Regions from separate parts of the Anser cygnoides genome. Here region 2 is linked to region 1. Evidence: chromatin contacts called from public Hi-C data. All regions are on one chromosome and are shown on one strand. Each heading gives the region's core, a stretch centred on a gene start, on an enhancer-like site or on the middle of the called end of the contact. The rest is flanking DNA. Distances are from core to core; before and after follow the strand shown.

Evidence for each region. A called contact is a pair of places that touch in the nucleus more often than the background predicts.
Region 2: a contact with region 1 is called in a Hi-C map of liver, with 2.1 times the contacts expected there. The contact joins the promoter of LOC106047631 here to the promoter of NCAPH in region 1. A contact is called at or near these places in 3 of 7 Hi-C or Micro-C datasets (granulosa cells and liver).

What each region holds. Positions count from the first base shown.
Region 1 is chr26:5,965,513-5,971,568 of Taihu_goose_T2T_genome, forward strand. It overlaps NCAPH (non-SMC condensin I complex subunit H), which reads right to left and starts at 4,529. Exons shown (of 17, transcript XM_066983371.1): 1 at 4,235-4,529; 2 at 4,034-4,127; 3 at 3,588-3,680; 4 at 2,375-2,513; 5 at 1,717-1,838; 6 at 1,203-1,392; 7 at 542-633; 8 at 167-369. The coding sequence starts at 4,443.
Region 2 is chr26:6,199,187-6,205,055 of Taihu_goose_T2T_genome, forward strand. LOC106047631 (dynactin subunit 2-like) reads left to right here and starts at 2,599. Exons shown (of 7, transcript XM_066983280.1): 1 at 2,599-2,819; 2 at 5,059-5,217. The coding sequence starts at 2,685. It overlaps DUSP11 (dual specificity phosphatase 11), which reads right to left and starts at 2,360. Exons shown (of 8, transcript XM_048055056.2): 1 at 2,188-2,360; 2 at 2,018-2,093; 3 at 1,371-1,502; 4 at 646-769; 5 at 22-82. The coding sequence starts at 2,222.

The DNA.
Region 1 (6,056 bases), core at 3,279-5,778:
CTTGGGAGTCAGAGACATACATTCCTCAATGTACCTGAAACTTGATCAGAAAGTAAGCTATAGCCAGATGGAAAGCATGCACAGTAACCTAAAGAACCCTATGCGAGCTGTCTTAACTTGTTGCTTGCTATCAAAGCAAAACTATAGATTTTCATTGATTACTCACCTCTTGCTCTCACGGACTGTCCTGAAGGACTTGTTTTCTGTGAATTCCCCAATCTCATCTGCTACTTTACTCCTGGGTGACTCAGTGTTGAAGTCATCATCTGGCAGCATGGGACCACCATCTTCCACATAACTGTCTATCTCTGCATTGATGTTGAACACTTGATCACTCTTCTTAAATTTATCCAACAGGGCTGACACTGACTGTAAGATAAGAAGGTGTTCAGGGGAAAAGTTGCAGGACACCCACAACCACACCCACAACCCCGCAGCACATCCCACTGTCCTGTGCATCTCTGAGATCGCCTTGGGGTGACAACTGTGAGCACAGAATACAGCTCAAGTACCCCACCCTGCTCCAAGCCAACTAATATACCTCATCATGGGATTCAGCATCCCAATGCGTAAACTGGAAACCAGCCAGTGAAGAGCAGATGGGGCGTTTTTCAATGCACTGTGATAGCAGCACTAGAGACAAGAATAACATATTAGACACAGGATAAAGTAACTGGTAGCTAAAACAAATGCTAGGTGTTAAATCGTTCTTAAAGTCGCATATATAGGCAGCTCTTCTTGCATTTAGGACAGGGCTCACTGCAAAAGCACTTGGATTTATTCCTCAGCAGCAAGGTAGGTTCAACTACTTCTCTAACTGAAGGATGGGCATAATGCTGGGAATCGTATCAGAACAGTAGGGTTTGGTAGTATCAGCAGGGTTAAAGCAGTCTAAAAAGGTCAGTCCTTAACTGGAATACGCCCATCTTAATCGCCATGCAAGCTCAGACCACATGTATGTGCTGTGTGACAGGCCTGCTCGAGGTTAAGCTACAGGCAGAGATCTAAAACCTACAAGGGTCCTGGTTTGTCAGCAACCAGTATCAGCTTGAGCAGGATCGTAACAAGGGTGCCACATGGGAGCCAAACAGTCAAAACAAAAGCACAAGCAAGCTGGCTGAGACTAAAATCAGCATGCTTGGAAGATGAAAAAGATCAAAAGGTCCGGATGGGCCAATTACTTAGTGGTTATCAGCACTCACAGTTTAAATCTGTCACTGTCACAGGATCACAGTTTGGCAGAGTGACGGTTGCCGAAGATGGGAGAGGCACGATCTCCGAGTCAAAGAGGAGCTTACTGTGGCAACTTTGGGTACGCAGGCTGGTGAGGAAAATGCCAGCTGTGCTGCATTCATCAAAAGATGCTGATGTTTTCTGAAACATGGGGTCAACCTACAGGTATGAAATGAAGTAGAGAATCAAGGAATGGAGCAGACAGACAGTGAGACATACATCTCTGCAGAAGACTAAGTACAAAACCGAAGGGAGAATGATCCATGCATCTTTTTCAGCGAGGACAGCGCTCTCACGGCTGCCTCACGCAGGAGGATTAAATGCAAGTAAGAACAATCTTGTTATAATAGCAGAATTCAGAGATGCATGTGAATATTACAGCCCAAGAGAGGACTGCACAGTAAGGAAAACAAGAGAAAATTGAAGAATGAAGTGATGTTTCCTTCTTTCACCCACCACTACAGCAGCTCCACCTCCACCCACCTCACATCTGCGATTATGATCTGTCACATTGATGTTGTTCAAGTTCTGCTCAATGGTTTTGAATGAATGCTTTTTCTTTGTCTGGACTCTCTTGACAGTACCAGAAGCTGCACTGTCTTCTTCTAAAAGTAGAAGTTATAGTTAGAGAACTTGCAGTTTGTATAGCCAAATGTATGCACACATACAAAAACCCAGCAGGTATGAAGTTACCCACATAGGTATCTAATTAGCATGAACCACTAACGTTTCATTGGCTGTATACTGTAATTCTTTTTATCATGTATATTTTGTCTTAACAGCACATGATTGTTTTGAAGCAAAGGACAGCAAAGACTAGGGTACTGCACGCTCAAATATTTCAGATCAGGCTCCCCCTTGTTTGCATTCAAATTTAGCTGGCCAAATCATTAAATACAGGACTGAGCATCAAACTCGGGTTCTCATCTCATCCTCCCTTGCTCAAGAATCCAAACTAATTCAGTATTTCCCAGCCCTTGAAAAGAATCAAGCTAGCGGTACTGTCCCAGATATAGAGCAGTGCTTCAGAAACGTAAGCTAACTGCTTCAAAATTCATGGGTGCTGCATTAAGTACACTGACATTTCTTACTTGTAGGTGGAACCAGGAACAGCTTAACGGAAAATAAGTGAATGGCACACCTCCTTTTGGGCTCTCCGTATCTTCTGTAGGTATCGAGTCCTTGCCCAAGCCTCCAAGAACTTTGTACATATCTGCATGGACTACATCCACACGCACAGCATAAATTTTCGCACTGGCATCAAGGGTGCCAGCTGCTATCTGACAGAGGAAAACAGGATGCAATTGTTAGAGTTAGAAAGGAACAAGACAAAAGATGCAAACGCAGAAGACAAGCAGCAGACCTGAGTTTCTGAACTCTTGTATTACAAGCAGAACCGTCAGCACCTATAAAGATTTATCCAGAAACCTATTGGAAACCTAGGTACGCAGCAGGGGTCAAGATGTATCTTCCCAGGCAGAGGATACAGTTTGTTTTATCAAGGCTTTTGGAAGGGATCACACAGAATACTTAAAGTTGCCAAGATTAAGCAAGGAGAAGAAACAGAAAGGTGCAATTTGTGTCTGCAACCTCTCTCTTCCACCTTCTTTTGGGATATCCTCTTGGTATCGTTCTGTTTTTTCCAAATTACATAGTCAAAAGAAGCGAAGCGCAGGAGATGCCAAGTGACCTTTTCAGATCACAGGTCAACCCAGAAAGGTGAAGAAGCACCCACTCCAAACCTGCACACAGTTTCCTGTTTCTTCCTCAGTTTCATCAATTATAAGATACCTAGCTCACCAGTTCCTTGAGGCCATGTTCAAAATCCCTGCCAAGAATTCATCTCTCCCTCATAGCATCAGTGAACTATGAATAGAACTATAAATAATCTTTGCCCAGGCAAGTTCTGAAAGGTTGGATGTGGTGCTTAGGGTGGGTGACATTGTTAGTAGAGTGATGGTTGGACCAGATGATCTTGGAGGTCTTTTCCAACCCTAATGATTCTATGTTTCTATACCCTGATGGCTCCTACACTCAGGTCACACTATCTTCTTTTCTTTTACAGCCAGTAACAGAACATGGCTGTAACACCCAGTATTTACCTCAGAAGCCTCACAAGTCTTATTCTTAAACAAGCTCTCCTTTTGAAGGATCATAACTGAAAGGAGAATTTAGCCTTTAATTTCTGTAGTACAAAAGCATTCAGCACCGTAAGGTTCTGCTAAAAACGACTGTGCTGCCTCTACCAGATCTCTTACTGAAAGTTTAATTATTTGAGGTTTTTATTTACTAAAGCTTAGTTAGCACAGATCAGAGACAAAACACTGCAGTGAGCAGGCAGTAATTTCTCTCACCTTGAAGTTCGTCAGTTCAGAGTCCTTCTGTTTCAGTATATCTGTCATATAGTCTATCAGGTATAAGCCAAAAACATTCTTGGTGTTGATTTTCTGAAACAAAGCACACTTGAGAATCAACACCTGGAAAATCACAGCTGTCAATCTGCCTGTGAACCATCATTCTGCAGGAGAGGTTGCAGCAAAACCTGACTGCGTGTGCACCGTGCCACATCCTGCTTAATTACGCTTGAAAAGCGGTAACAGAGATTCAAATCCAGACCTATCATGGGGCTGTTACGTGGCCCAGAGGACCTCGAGGAAGAACTGATGTCACTGCTTGGTGAGGGGTCAAAAACCCTCCTTGGCCCTAGGCCCCCGCGCAAGCAGCTCAGCAGCAAGGGGCTGATGCGGGACCCAGCGGCAGGGACGCGACGAGCAGCACTTCCCGAGGGATGCCAACTCACGTTCTCGGTGAACAGCTTGATGCAGGTGGAGTAGTGGTCCGAGATCTGCGCATTCGTCCACCGCGGGACCGCCGACAGCGACGCATCCACCTGCCTGAGGGAAGCACGGGTCTGCCCCGGGGAGCCGGGCCTCTCCCCCACCCCCGCCCCGCCGAGCGCGACCCCCGCCCTCCCACACCGACCCCGGGGGCCCACCCGTACCCGGGCACCGAAGAGACGAGGCCCAGCGCCGCCTCGGTGCTGCCGAGCTGCAGGTCCGCGGCCCGCGAACGCCGCCGCTGCCGCCTCTCCCGCTCGTCATCGTTGCCGGGGCAGTCGCTCAGCGTGGGGGTGGCCGAGCTGCCGAGCGGCCGCGGCGCGGGAGACGCGAGCCCACCGCCGCCGCCCCGCCGGGGGGTCGCGGCGCTCATCCCGACAGCGGGCACCGGCCGCGGCCTCCCCACCGCCGCCTCCCGCCCTCTCTTCGCCTGCGGCCCAATGGGCGCGCGGCTCCCCGCCCGCCCCGCGAGTCGAGCGCGGCGGCTCCCGGCCCACCCCCCCCCCCCCCCACGCGGCGCCGCCGCCGCCGCTTCCCGGTTTGAATTCGCCGCGCGCGCGGCGCCACTGCGCAGGCGTCGGGCGTAACGGCCGCGGCGGGGCGGGGCGGGCCCTGCGCTTCCCCGGCCCTTCCGCGGCCTGTCCTTTGGTGCGTCGTTCAGTCTGGGAGCGGAGATTTCCCCTTGGAAAACACGTTATAATTGACGAACGCTTGTTTCAGCTTACACGTACCAAAACGAAACAACAACAAAAATCCAATTAATGAGATTTTGTTGTTGTCAGTGTAAAAGCCTTTAAAAGCCTGTAAAAAGTGTTGTCAGTGAAAATATGGCGAGGCACTGGAACAGGTTGTGGATTCCCTGTCCCTGAAAGTGCTCGAGGCCAGGCTGGATGGGGCCCTGGTCAACCTGGTCTGGTGGGAGGTGTCCCTGCCCATGGCGGGGTTGGACTGGAGATCTTTTAAGGTCTGACCCAACCCATTTTCTGATTCGGGGCTCTCTGAGTTCCTAGGCATGTCCCAGAGTTCGTGATGGGTCTTGGGGCTTCCCAGGCTCAGGGAGGAGAGGGAGACCCTGCCCTGGCCCATCTGAGCCCTCTCCCACTTAGGCTGGACAGCACTCAGCAGCTCATGTGTCAGTGCCATGCTGCTGGGGATAGCTTTGTGTGTTTTTTTTTTCAATATAATTTTCAATGGATCCTTATCTTCTTCATTCCTGGCGAATTTTACGTGAGAACGATGTGATATGGGTTATGTAGTTGTTGGGTAATAATTAATATTTCATATAACCTTTTTAAAACCTGAGCTGTGAAATGGCTCCCCTGGTCTGAATTGATCTTTTCTGGAGCTCCAAACTTGGTCACCATGACTTTTAATAAGAACTTTGCTACACTGCTCGCATCTGCATTCCTAGTGGGGACAGTCTTTTCTTTGGTGTGTGCTGCCTGCCTGATGCAGAACACTAGTCTTTTCTGGGAGACTAATAGCTTCTAACAAATTCTTGATCTGTTCAGCATCTGCTCTCTGTCTGCTGCTGGAGGTCACAAAACCTCTTTGTTTCCACAACTGTCCTTAGTGCAGTACATACCAAAAGCATATTTCAAGTCTGTATAGGTGTTTACTTCCTTCTCTCATCCTTCACTGCAGGCTTCTGTCAGTGCTATCAACTCAGCTGCTGAAACACCTCCTCCATTAGGGAAATGATAGGGAGAGAGCCCCCCACCAAAATTTGCAGTAGCTTACATGCAATTTCCAACAGAAAGGCTTGCAAACACCTCCAATCACATCATTACATGCGTCCTAACTCCACTATTCATATTCCCTCATGCACAGTGGAGCTTCTGGTGCAGTACAGGTGCAGGCGTTAGGTTGGCTCCAGTCCTCTGTTTGTGTCTCCTGAGACATTGCTTTTCTCCAGGGTTGAAGTTTTCTCAAAACAGAACTTTTGGTGTTGTCACATAATGGGTTATTGCTCTAGTACATCCTGCC
Region 2 (5,869 bases), core at 1,349-3,848, 230 kb after region 1:
GTTTGACCAAGGACAACTCACCTACAAACCAGGTAGCCAGTTCTGTTCAAGCCATGTGTGCAATGCACTCCAATAAGTTTATCTGTAACACATGGTAATCAGTTTATATTTTTGAAGTGTTCTTTTTCCAAAACCAAATCAGAGCAAAAGAAGCCCATTTTACATTGTTCTTCAACAGGGACACCAGCACAGATAAACTGAACTGATTGTGTAACAAAATCACCACCTTTGTGTCTAATTATCACCCCTGATTTTAGTTCATTAGCTCATTTAATTCTGTGGCCTCATCTGCATGGTCACACAGCTCACTGCATGGAAGGTATATTTAAAAGCTCTATGAAAGGCTGGCCTGCATTTCCTGAGCACTAACAGCTTCCTGTTACCAAAACGGGATTGGTATCTATGGGCAGACTAGACACAGTCTCAATTTCAATTAACGCTTGGCTCGCTGCTAATTATCGAGCCAGCATGAACTCCTTTACTACAATAAACTGGTCTCACTACTGCATCGACATATACATGCCAAGACGAGGAAGGGAAATTCATGTTGTGCACAAAGGTTAATGAAGAACACTGCCAACCCCAAGTCTTCCGTGCCCCTCCCATCAACAGCACTTGTTAACGTAAAGGAAAATCCACACTTACCATTGTCTTTATTGTCTCTCAAGAAGTTTTTTACAACACTCTTGAATTCAAAAATGGTCTGATTGTTTGGTATTTCATGTCCCATTGTCGAGATCTTTGAGTAGCAGAGCGTGGCTGGTAGTTCCTACAAGAAACAAAGAAGGACAATAATTTTATAAAAAAGTGCGAAGATTCTCACTAATTAGAGAGCCCTGTGACAGAAGATACAAGAAGACAAGTCTTCCAACTAAGTCCAGAAGAGTGGCAACACAGTTTTAGGTAAGAAAAATTCTCTTTCATTTCTTTAAACTTTATTAATACTCCAGAGCAACCTATTTGCATTTTTGTTCCCTGTGCCTTTGCTCCTTCCTTTCTTGGAAGCACAAAGCACACACAGAAGCTGGAACAACTTTTCCAACTAATATCCACACATGTGATACCACAAGCAAAAAAATATTTGTAATCAGCTTTTAATTCAGGTAAGCGTGTAAAAAAACACCTTTACAGTACCTCCAAACCTGTGATGGTTGTAAAAAGAAGAGTTGAAGACCACAGTCTTGCACTTGATCAAGGATGAAAACTGCATCCCAATGTCCCTGCAATGCTCAACCTCATCCCTTTTCCAGAGGATTTGAGTGCCACACGCTCTTTAAAGTCACCTTCGTACAAGAAACTTCTTCCCAATTATTAGCAATATTAGGGCTTTAAGAGAACTTTACTTTCCCAACAATGCGACCAAGACTGACCTCTGGCCTGTAGTAGCGAGTTGTGTATGTCAGGTCAATGATCAAGCCCAGCTCTTCCCCTTGCTCTTTAATTTTCTTAATGAGGTCACGAGGTGAAAACCTCTCCTCTGGATGAAGGTTGTGATCAAAATTCTGAGGGAAAATAACATTCAATGACAGACATTAAATGCAGGTGCACTGCGACTGGAGGGAGGAGGCTTGCACTGCCGAACCTCCTGAAGACCATCCTTTTGGGGAAAAAAAAATGAAAAAGACACAAATGGCCAAAATCAAGAACAGACCCATGTCTGTGTTGCACTGTGCCAAACCAGAACAAGCTCTGGACCGTTAACTGTTTTGGGACTGTTCTGCTAAGGTATTCCAGGAACGACTAAAGACTACGACAAAACATTACAGGGCGGCAAACGTGCTGAGGAACAAGCTCGAGTTTGGCGAGGGCTTTAAAACGGGCCTGGTTCCCGTGGAGGTGCAGAGGCAGCACTGCACGCTGCCACCAGCTCCACTGCCCCCGCGGGGCCACCCACGAGCGAGCGCCAGCCCTCGGAGACGGGGGGCACCAGAGCTCGGGCGCCGCCGTGGGGCCTGCTGCGGCACCGGCCACGTCGGCAACCGCCTGGGGCCGCCCTCGACCCCCTGCCCGCGCTCACCTGCCTCAGGGGGACCTTGAAGGCGATGAAGCGGGTACCCGGCAGCCTCCGGCCCAGCGGGACGTAGTCGGTCCACCTGAAAAGGGAAGCAGAGGGACATCAACCACCGGAGCCCCGCTCCCGCCGAGCCCCTGCGGGAAGGGACGGGGTGCCCCGGGGGCGGCACCCACCGCTCCGGTACGCGGCAACCCCCGCGGCCCGGCATGGCGACAACCGCGCGGCCCACCGGCGGCGGAGCCACCGCTTCCGCTTCCGCTTCCGCCGCCCCGACACCGCGCGGCCGCCGTCCGCACGGCACCGGGAGGCCGCAGTCCGGCCGCGGCTACGGCGCCCCCTGGCGGCACAGAGCGGCACCCGCCGGCACGGCGCTCCCGGCACTGACGTCACTGCCAGGGTACCGGCGTGACGTCACCGCCCGCGGCAGCGACGTCACTGGCTGCCAGCACCCCCAGAGCAGCGGGACGCCTCCCGCCCGCCTCCCCCGGCACCGCCTGGGCACCCGCTGCCGTGCGGAAAACGGGCTCCACGCGCGGTGAGATCGTAAAGCAGGTACGCCCGTTCAGCGTGGGGCAGCACAGGGGTAGTCCCGCCAAAGTCGTGCGCATGCGACGCGGCAACTTGCCTTGGTTATATGCAGCAAAGAGTTACATGTGCGTGACGTTTCACAATGCGCCGATGCATATGCACGACCCGTCCCCGCTTCATATTGAAATTAGTTCAAGAAGTCATTTCCATGAGCTCCTCCCGTCTGCGCTTGCGCAGTGTCTCCTGGTGGTGGTCGTCGGGGGTCGTGGGGATGAAGGTTGGTGACTCTTCCTCCTCACCACTAGTTGACCTCTTGTCTCTGCACAGACTCCGTTGCTCCTTGGCTCTTGTCCATCCGCAGGACCAGGTTCTGCCAGTTTCTTAAGACAGGCTCACACTCTTATCAGGGGACTAACCTTGGTAGGGGGCCCAAGGCTTCTTGCTTTAGTTAATTTGCACAATGCACCACAGTTAGCAAAGACACTAAGTAGCATCCGCTAGTTTAATACTGTCAGTGCTCTATCTATTTGCTAAGATTCTCCTAACTCCCTCTCTCCCCACGGCCCGGTGCTGCTGCCACGGCCCTGCCTGCAGCACAGCTGTGAGCTGCACGGGCATCCCTGGGGCGCAGAGCAGGAGGGCGAAACAGCCCCGAGCCCCCCCACGCCCACCCACGGGGCAGGACGGGGCAGCACAAATGCCAGTGTCCCAGGGCCGCCGCCCCCGGCCCCATCCCTTCCCCTCCAAAAGTCACCCCTCCCCAAAAATCCTGATGGGGGTTAGCAATTGTTGGCACGGGGATGTGTTGGGTTGGGTGATTTGGGAGATGGGAAATGGGGGGGATCACAAACAATTATTGAGACATGAAGCTGTTCAGATAACTAGATGGGAAATTTGGGGGATCAGAACTGCTTGTTGGGATGGCAAATGGCTTGGATTGGAAAACTATTTCTTATTAATTGTCATTTCTCTAAGTCATTGCTTTGTTTATTAAATTATTCTGTGGTAGGTGTTCACTTCGTTAAGGCTCTGCCTGAAGTCGTTTGTGAAGGGGGATATAGAGGGAGGGTTGAACGTAGCCCGCTGCTGCTCCCCATGCCCACCCTGTGAATTGGTTTGGGGATGGCTGCTATGGGAGAGGATGGATGGATGGGGCGTTGGGAATTCACTCTGAGACAGGAAAACATTGGGACTGGAAACTGGATGTCGTTGTTGGGATATGAAATCATCACTGGGATGGGAAGTCATGGTGGGGAGAGAAAACCATTAGGACGGGAAATCATGGGATGGGAAATCACTGTTGGGATGGAAATTTGTAAGGATATGACATTGTGGAATCATAGACTGGTTTTGGTTGGAAAGGACCTTAAAGATCATCTAGTTCCATTCCTTCCACTAGATCAGGTTCCCCAAAGCCCCATCCCATGCCCAAAGCCCCATCCAACCTGGCCTTGAGCATTTCCAGGGATGGGGCATCCACGAATTCTCTGGGCAATCTGTTCCAGTGCCTCACAACCCACATAGTGAAGAATTTCTTCCTAATATCTAATCTAAACTTAATCCCTTTTAGTTTAAAGCCGTTACCCCTTGTTCTATCAGAGCATTGCCTGAAAAAGAGTCCTTCCCCATCTTTCCTGTAGGCCCCCTTTAGGTACTGGAAGGCCACTGTAAGGTCTCCCTGAAGCCTTCACTTCTACAGGCTGAAAAAACCCAGCTCCCTCAGCATTTCTTCATAGGAGAGGTGCTCTGAGCATCCTCATGGCCCTCCTCTGGACATGCACCATGTCCTGCAAGGACTTGCACCATGGACATGCAAGGTCCATGTCCTTCTTACGCTGCGGGCCCCAGAGCTGAATGCAGTACTCTAGATACTGTGTTGCGATGGGGAACCATCACAGAGATGGGAAATTGTTGGGATGGTTATGGAGCAGCTCTGCAGGTGGCCTGACTGCAATGAGCAAGTCCTTACATTCCATGGCTGCTTCACCCTGACAGGAGAAAATGCCTCCCAGCCTGGAACCCCAGTCTGGAAACCCAGGTGGGACTTGGCCTCTGCAACCTGGGAATTTGGCCTCGGAATCAGGGACATCCTTGAGGGCTCCAGTATCCTGGAAAGGCAGCTGGGCACCTGAGGACCAGAGACATCCTGAAGATGCTGTCAATAAGGGCAAACTGAGAAACCAGGGAACAACTTTTCACCTGAGAAGGTGGAAAAAAAGAAAGAGGAAAGTGGCCTGAGAAACTGAGAATTGATGTGTGAAAGAAAACTGTTTAGTGAAAATGGCATCATCACCTGCTGGCTGTCTCAGGAGGATGATAGAACTGCACAGCATCTCTTTTGTTACCTGAAGTGGCAGTGCCTATGTCCTTTTCTGGCTTAGTGATATAAAAAGGGCCTGTTTTTTTTTTTTTTTGTTTTACCCCAAACGGGGCTTTTCTCTCAGAAACGTCCCGTGCTGCAGATGCTCTTTTCCCTCAGTGATGACCATGATGATGACTTTTTCCTCCTTTAACAGGCTGAAGCCTTGCTGGAATGCCGGGTCAACTCTGTGATGCTGCAACAGCAGCTCCTCAACTCTGCGATGCTCCACCTTGCTGTGACAGGGACAACCTTTGTAGTGAGACTCTGCCCGTCACTCTGGTCCCCTGTCTGGACTCATTCCAGGGAGGAGTGGGTGCGTACCAGTCTCTCTGAGATCAGTTTCCTTAATTAGACCCTTTGAGGTCAGTAGGACCTCCACCCCCACTTCTGCAACCAGTTTTAAGGCATTTGGTATCAGTGATAGGTACATAGGTACATAACCTGACATAGGTATTTTATCATAGAATCATAGGTCAATGGTTTAACCATTTAGGTTTGAAAAGACCCTTAAGTTCATTAAGTCCAACCATCACCTAACACTACAAGTCCACCACTAAACCAAGTCCCTAAATGCCACGTCTGCACATCTCTTAAATACCTCCAGGGATGGTGACTCCACCACTTCCCTGGGCAGCATGTTCCGATGCCTAACCACCAGTGCTGAGTAGAGGGAGAAGATCACCTCTCTCAACCTGCTGTCCGTACTCCTCTTGATGCAGGCTAGGAGCCCGTTGGCCTTCTTGGCCACAAGGGCACACTGCTGGCTCATGGTTAACTTGTCCACCACAACCTCCAGGTCCCTCTCTGCAGAGCTGCTCTCCAGCAGGTCAGTCCCCAGCCTGTATTGGTGCTTGGATTTATTCCTCCCCAGGTGCAGGACCCTGCACTTGCCCTTGTTGAACCTCATAAGGTTCCTCTCTGCCCAGCTCTCCAGCCTGTCCAGGTCTCTCTGAATGGCCGCACAG